2 separate regions of the Danio rerio genome follow, and region 2 is linked to region 1. The links are chromatin contacts, called in public HiChIP or PLAC-seq maps. All regions are on one chromosome and are shown on one strand. Each heading gives the region's core, a stretch centred on a gene start, on an enhancer-like site or on the middle of the called end of the contact. The rest is flanking DNA. Distances are from core to core; before and after follow the strand shown.

Region 1 (4,231 bases), core at 580-3,079:
TTATTAATCATTTACTTATGCATTCTGAATGATCTTTAAAATCAGCAACTTCCCTCAATTAACTGGTTTGTAAATACTGCAACACTTAATTTAGTAATGAAAACATAATAATTATCAAAGTATGAAAATACAACCATTAAGCACATTATGTATGCATTAAAACAATAAAAAGTTCATTTTTGTTCTTTGTACATTACAATATTAAAAAAGAAAAGAAAAAGACCATCATACATTTTGACTATCAAACATCAACATTTACAGGAGACAGACAAAAAACAAAACAAACAAATATAAACATACATATTTATTTTTTTAGAACCAAAATAATATCTCATATCTCACATATCAAAACCGCATATCAGATACCAACAAATTATTTGATCATATTATAAATTTTTAAAAAAATTTACAGAGAGGACCCCTAATAATTTTACTTTTATTTATTTACTTTTATTTTATTTACGCTATCCTTCGGATCACTTGATTTTACTTATTTGTCAGCAAGAAGTTGATTGTATCATATTTTAAAAAATAAAAAACATATTTCATATTTTAGTAGGTACGTTTTTATCTCACACATATTTTTAGATTTAATCATCATGTTATCTAAAACATTTAACCCCTTCAAATGCTTTCTCTCCTATGTATATACAGGCCTGTTGCCAGCTAATTAAAATATGGTGGTTCTTTTTTCTCAAAAAGTGGACCCATTTGCAGTTACTCAAGGTTCAAATACTGCATTTTAGAGATATTTTAAGCAATAGTTTGTGCTGAATTAGCTTGTCAGATTGTTATTACCACACTTTTTGATGCAACAAAATTCTTCCTACATTTTTGTCAAGGAGCTATCATAATATTTTTATTTACAAAAAATTATGGTTATTTACAAATGCGCATTGAAACTGGAAATTGTAGCCTATAGGGGAATAACAAACTGGCCAGCTCATGTCCTCAGTCAAAATTTGTCCGTTTAAATAATAAAAGCCCTCTTTTAATGATTACTTTATTGGTTATTCTTCTTAAAGCCTTCTTCTATTGGTTATTTTTACAAGTCATGATGGCATACAGTCAAAACTTGGACAAATGAGCTCAAATTCTGGACTTTGTCAGAAGGGGGGTGGGTCTTTGGAACCACGCGAACCCCTCTGGCTACGGGTCAAATATAACGTTTTAATTGGTGAAGAAGACACAACAATTATGATTTCTCTTCTTAACTCACTAAACATAAACATTTAAAGAGAAGAAAGGAGAAATTCGTTTTGTAATCCTCACCTTGCTGGCTTAAATCTAGATATGTCTCCTCGGGGGAAAACAAGACATTTAATATCAGGAGTTATACTGGTTTGAAGAGGAGCTGATTCCACATCTGTCGAATCGTTGTGAGGGGTTGTGGGGTCCTGTGAGGACTTATGGACCTCATTTCTAGAACAGTCAATAGTTATGAAGTCTCTACACCCTTCAGCTTCTAAATCTGTGATTTCCCCAGATGCTGAAGAGAAGCTGTTTATTAGCGCTCCATATTTTTGTTCACAAAGCATGGCAACACGAATAGAGGGCCACAAGTCCCCGAACTGTACACTATATGTTTTGTCAAAGCTGTGCAGAGCAAGTTCAGTGGCTGGAAACTTGGGCCTCGTTGCTGCCTATTGGAACACAGGAGACGATATGAACATTTCACGTTATTTTGATTATAATACTAATACATGTGACCTTATTACTTACCCATTTTGTTTTAACTCGATACCGTCGCGGAATAAATCTAACTGAGTCTTTAAATTTGTTTATACAAAATCTCGTGCACACGTACGCTGCCATGTCTGTGTATCATCAAATACCGTCCGTCGTTTTTTCTCATTGGTTCCACTATAAAGATTTGTACTATTTAAACATTACAATGGAGTCAAAATCAAAACATGATCTTATAAATTCATGTAATGAATCATTTAACTAATTACATGACCAAACGTCATTTTTCATGTTAAATTAAGTTTGTTAACGGTTTCACTTGTTAGCTCTTCTTTGTGATTTCTGTTCTATATGCTTTTTTCAATTGTACTAACGTTAAATCATAACCTTATGTATTTGCTGTAGTTTAAAGTGCATTTGTAAAAGTAGGCAAAAGTATTGTATTGTATTGTATAGTGAAAGTATTGCTGATTGAATATGAACATTTAATAGGCGTAACTAATGTGTAGCTACCGTTCAGTTCTGCCTGTCTGGTATTTTGTTACTTTTTTCATTTAGGGTCAAGAACATGCATACAAAGTTTCAATAATTTGCTACATTTTATGTCAATTTGACCCATACAGGCAGACATTAAAAAGATGCAAAATAACATTTAATTTATTATGCATTATTTAATAATAATATCAACTCCATTCATTAAGGCAAGTGTCTATTTCTACTCTTAACCTAACCAAACTGTTGGAAAATCTAAATCACGTATTTAACTATTGCTAATTAAAGAACGTCCAAATACATAAATAATAAATAGATAAATAAATAAATGTCAGACAAGTAGGAGAAATAAGCTCATCTTAGCTGTTTTGGCTAACCAAACATCAAAATGTTCTGACAAAAATTATAACATTTACTTGAGTAATATAATGAGTAATATAATGACGAATGGGTACAACAATCAGTTTATTTTTATGCCCTGAGTACAAAAAAAATCCACCCATTCATTATTAATAGAACAATAGTCTGAAAATGTTTTAAAAATAAAGAAATGTTGTTTTGTATTTAGAGGTTAAATAAAAAAAAATACTACACTAAATAAATACATAAAAAATATATTTATTATACATAAATATTGTAAAAGGTTGAAAACAAACATGGTTCACATCACCCAAACCATAGCCTACTTACAGTGCATTCGGAAAGTATTCATAGCGTTTCACTTTTTCCACATTTGTTTATGTTACAGCCTTAGTCCAAAATGAATTAAATCTATTTATTTACTCAAAATTCTACACACAATACCCCATAATGACAATGTGAAAAAAAGATCTTTTGAAATTGTTACAAATTTATTACAAATAAAAAACCTGAAAAATCACATGTACATCAGTATTCACAGCCTTTGCTCAACACTTTGTTGATGCACCTTTGGCAGCAATTACAGCCTCAAGTCTTTTTGAATATGATGCCACAAGCTTGTCACACCTGTCTTTGGGAATTTTTGGGCTATTCCTCTTTACAGTACCTCTCAAGCTCTAGGTTGGATGGGCTGCGATGCTGTACAGCCATTTTCAGATCTCTCCAGAGTCGGGAGATGTTTAATAGGATTTATGTCTGAGCTCTGGCTGGGCCACTCAAGGACATTCCCCAAGTTGTTATGAAGCCCCTCTATTGATATTTTGGGGGTGTGCTTTGGGTCATTGTCCTACTGGAAGATGAACCGTCACCCCAGTCTGAGGTCAAGAAAGCAGGTTTTCATTCAGGATGTCTCTGTACATGGCTGCATTCATCTTTCCCTCTATCCTGACCAGTACCACCGCTCCCTATATGCAGTATACGCAGGCTGCGTAGGGCCTCAACTTCGGAGGGGGGCATCATCTCGGTTGCTCAAAAAATAAAAAAAACATTTATTTACTAATATTAACATAAACTGAGTGTAAATAAATATGTTGTTTTATACATAAAAAAAATAATTATGACGGACGCAAAAACAAACATGTGAAGTAATTTTTTCCATATGCGCATAGCTGCGTGTGCGTGGCGCGGCCCAATCCACTTATCTTTGCTGCTGCTAGCTGAATATAATTATAATTGATGCAAGATGCAGCTCTATGCCCGGGAAAAGACAACAACAGTCTGGAGCCGAGAAGAGGTAAAAAGTTCAAGGTGAGTCGCGTGCATCACTCTCAGGTAACTTCTATGAATCTAGAAAACATATTTTTGCCTGAAATTAGTAAGTGAATTAGTGAGGCTAACGTTTACCTTTAACACAACAGCACAAAAGCTGCCTTATGTGTTGTTGTTCACGTTCAGTTTTTGGCTTTGCTGCTATGCATTGTGCTTAAACTGTGACAGGACATATTTTATGACTTTTCACGCTTGCCCCTTTACCCCTTTTATGTTGATGATAATAACACAAACTCCAATATTATTATTAACTTGAGCAATTTTTTACAGTTCTGTATGCACACTACACTGTTAACCCTTACTATGCAGTAAATAACTGTAAAATAGCCAATGTTTTGCTGTAATAACAGGAAACAGTACTTTG
Region 2 (4,231 bases), core at 760-3,259, 250 kb before region 1:
TAGAACTAAAAATGAAAACTGTTGTTTAAATTTATTGTTATGAACAATGCACAGAATTTCAAATTTGACTTGATGTATAATGTATGCATAAATCAGTCATAATTAAGTTCTGGTTTAAATTTGAAGTTAGTATCTTTAGATTACTTTAATTGACTAAAATTTTACTCAAGATTAAAAAGAATTAAATTCAGTTAGATTCAATATATTTTATTGTCATTACACATGTACAAGGCAATGAAATGCAGTTTAGGTCTAACCAGGAGTGCAATAGCAGCAAGTGCAGGATAAAGGTATAAGTTATAACAGAAGGATGGACTGTGAACATTATATACAGGTTTTATTATCTATGAACAGAGTTTTACAATAGAAGAATATATGTACAGGCTGCTATTAATAATCAGAGGTGTGCAGGTAGATATGAACATAATTACAAATGTGTATGAGCAGTGGATATGTACAATTCAACATGAATTAGTGCAACGAACTGAAATGAATATGTGCATTTTTAAATGTGCAAATATTTAATAGTGCTGTGATAATGGGAAGAAAAAATTCAATGAAATGATTCTACTATATTCTTTAAAGTAAATCAGTTTGTCATTCATTTACAGTGGGTTCATTGCTGAATTTTCTGATAAAGACCCTAATTTGTTTTGTGTGTGTGCATGTTCACATAGTGGGTGCCAAAATGTGGTCAAATTTTAGAATGAAATGTGCCTGCCAACACTATAACATTGCTTAGTATGCTGCTCTACTCTTCCTGCTGCCCATCTCTCCAACACAGCAGCCTTTCAGCTTATCTCAGCCTCAACAATCTCCTGCTATGTTCTTTGAGCAGGTGCGGACAAGAGCTCTAATGATACAATAATAGAGCTAGACTGAAAATATAAAACTGTAAATCTAACATACAGTAATGGGTATTATGTGAGTAAGTTTTGTTTTGGTCAGGTCAGTATTTGCCCCTAGGAGAAGAGTGTCTGTCTGTCTGTCTGTTTGTCTGTCTGTTTGTTCGTCTGTTAATACAAAGTTAAAAAAAAAAAAATATATATATATATATATATATATTTTATGGTAAACCTAATCTGTTCTATGTGTTCATATGTATTTACCTATGTTTACCTGTGTAAGTGAACAATGTCAAATACATTTCTAAAAGTATTTACAATATTATCACACAAACTGTTGCATTTGTATATTTTTTGATGATATAAAAATAAGTTTTTTTAAAAATGCAACTTCTACAGTTTTTAATTATTAATGGCTCTGTTTAGTAACAGAGCTATTAAACTGCAAAAAAAAATTCTTAGAGTTTTTGTCTTGTTTCTAATAAAATATCTAAAAATAAGTAAATGAATGTAAAATTTTTCTTATTAAAAACTCTAGTAAGGTAAAATAAAATAAAGCAAAATTATCTGCCATGGGGTAAGTAAAATAATCATGTTTTCAACTAGCAGATTTTTGTCTACTAGCAGGTTATTTAGCTTGTTTTAAGGTAAATCTTCTTCATTTTGATCTATTATTTTTTGTAAACAACATTTTAACCTGTCTACAAAAAAGCTTCTACAAAAGATATTTGGACTTGACAAAAAAAGAAAAGAAAATAATTTTGTTTTTTGCAGTGTATGGTCTAAATGGTAAATATAAAAGCACAAAAAATGAAATATGATGTTTTCATGATAACTTTAACGTTAAATCATTTTGTCTTAATAAAAGGAATGTATTTGAGGTCACTATGTACGCATCTTCAAACCTTGTCAGAGTCAGTCTAGCACATAAATGCTGTAAAGACAAAGCCAACATCACAAAAAGACAAATTCCTGGCCAATACAGCAACATTCCTTTTTGTCAAGGCAAGGGAGCAACTGTTCCAAGGATCACAGAAAGAGGGCGCCTGAATTGAAGAGAATTTGGGAGAAAAGAGGCAGAAAACAATCAGCGGCGTCTCTCTCCACAGCTCGATGGCTTCAAAAGGTCGACGGTGACGTCAGGTCTTGCGCCGACTGTGATTGGTCAGCGTAGGTGGAAGTGCTACAAACGGTGTCATTCACAAAGTAACAAGAATACACTACAATAGTGATAAAGAATTCAATTAACTTCCATAAAATATTAAGATCATTTCCCGAGGAAATTATACAAACGGACATTTTGAGCTTGACGTGAAAGTAACTCGGGGGCGTGTTTTCCGTTTCTTCACTGATTTATCAGGAGATCACTCTTGGGAGATTTTTTTTTAAAGGTAAGAGTAAGCTGTCGACGGCGGTTAAGTTTTACGGCTTTAGTGTGCATGTTTTTCACAAGTATCACAAAATGTATGAACTCCACTGCTTAATTTTGTTGACTATCTGCATTTCTTTGTCGAAGTAAGCTAGAAAGTTGTCGTCTGTTAATCCTTTATGGGAGAGAACTTAAAGTTGTGAACTTCGCAAAACTAACGATAGCACGAGTCATATTCATTGTGAAATGTTAAACTGTAAATCACAGTGTATGTGTGTGTAAATCAAACTTTAGAAAACGTTAAAGTTAAAATGAATTCCCAGTGTCCACCCTTTGGTATGCGAGGGAAATTCCTGAATTTGAGTCACTGTTATAAGTTAGTAGGCCAAAATGACTCTGGTACAATTGTTTAATAAAAATGCGACTGTAAAGAACAAGAAATCATTTAAAATATTTTCCAGCTTGTGTGAGACCACCTCAGATACTACTACAAGTACAGACCTGACAGATGAATTTCCTTCTATGCAGTCAATGACACATACAGAAGGTTCTAGACATGAATTTTAAGATTTAAGGTTCTGGGCTGTGATTTTAAAAGTTCGGATTTGTATGTTTTAAACCCCCTTGTAAATCCCCTCTGAATATGGTCTGCATACATGACTACACTGTTAATGACCCACAGATTTGGGCTCAGTGAGGATGCTTTTCATTTAGCTTTTTCATTGAACTCTATTTAAGGTTTGACCTCTCAAGTTTGTTTTTGGGGATAGAAAAGTGTTACCTGCTCAGGGACCACACCAATTGTGTCTTCATAGGGAGGACAGTGCATTGAATCTAGCCTGATCGAGTTTGAAAGCTGACACTTGGCCCTGAGGATGTCAGTGAACTCCTATACGTAACTTGTATGGTTTAAATCAGATTAGGTTTCTTTACCAAAAGCAAATTCTTTATTTTTTTCCTCCCCACCATGTTGTCTAGCAAGCTCCATCAAAATGGACAAAGAAAGATATAAAAGCAGACCAAATGACTTGAGTGTTGTATTCTAATTCTTCTAGACATGCATGATGTGTTTGTGACGGAGAAACCAGAGTTTAATTAATTTTTACTATAGCTTTCCAGTCAAAAATGACTTTTCGCTCAACTTGTAAACCATCAAACATCACTGTTCCCAACATAAAATCTAGGTTAACATTCTAGATAAAACTTAATATAAAATATAAATTTTGGATGTGCTATCAGGAGAATATTTAAAAAAAACACATCATTTTTTTGCTTACCTACAGTATGTAACAGTGACGGCTGCTGTAGTGATGCAGTGATTGACCACAGTACTGTTCAAATCTGATTTCTGTTTGTGTTCAGGGTGTTAGTCAGAGGATGTGACTGGAAACATTTTTCTGCCCAAACCAAACCTCAACTGACCACACTGCTGCTCCAACTCAAGAAATATTATTTGAACAATGTGCAACAGTTTATGCGTACATAGACCTTTTGTGTCTTTGCGCATGAATCATCAGTATTTATTTGGATTCCAGTTATACCGTTACAGTACAATATAGGCCTGCACAATACATCGTTTTCAACATCACTGAATGTTAGGGTTGTGAATCTCTTGACACCTCACAAACTGATTTCATTACGATTCAGGAGGTTGCGATGTGATGCATTTTATTTCAAGTTTTTGACTACTGACTACTGAAGTAAAGCAGGGGTGCAAACTTGTCACCTTTTTATGAAGTTCGCTGTTTTAGTTATGAAATGGGTCATTGAAGTGAATTGTGTAGATCTTTGACCTATTTCATCCCCGATGAACTTGCACTCCTGGCAAAGTATGTGCAATGACTAGGCCCACACAGAATCTGCACGCTCAGAAATCTGCAGATTTTTAGCCCATCATTGAGTCTGTTATTATTTGTGCAAATGTGTGTAAATTAAAATTTATTCAGTTTTTAAATAAATTTCAGTAATATTATTGACTGATATGAAAATGTTCATTTTATTTATTCACAATACAGTT

The links. HiChIP or PLAC-seq counts read pairs in DNA pulled down with a chosen protein or histone mark.
Region 2: a contact with region 1 is called in an H3K4me3 HiChIP or PLAC-seq map of embryo, with 4 times the contacts expected there. The contact joins the promoter of gng12a here to the promoter of nsun4 in region 1. A contact is called at or near these places in 1 of 18 Hi-C or Micro-C datasets (an unstated tissue) and 2 of 4 datasets of contacts at active chromatin or transcription factors (caudal fin and embryo).

The regions. Positions count from the first base shown.
Region 1 is chr2:10,511,310-10,515,540 of GRCz12tu, reverse strand. nsun4 (NOP2/Sun RNA methyltransferase 4) reads right to left here and starts at 1,829. Exons shown (of 6, transcript NM_001008649.1): 1 at 1,723-1,829; 2 at 1,273-1,643. The coding sequence starts at 1,538.
Region 2 is chr2:10,759,772-10,764,002 of GRCz12tu, reverse strand. gng12a (guanine nucleotide binding protein (G protein), gamma 12a) reads left to right here and starts at 2,009. Exons shown (of 3, transcript NM_213312.2): 1 at 2,009-2,236.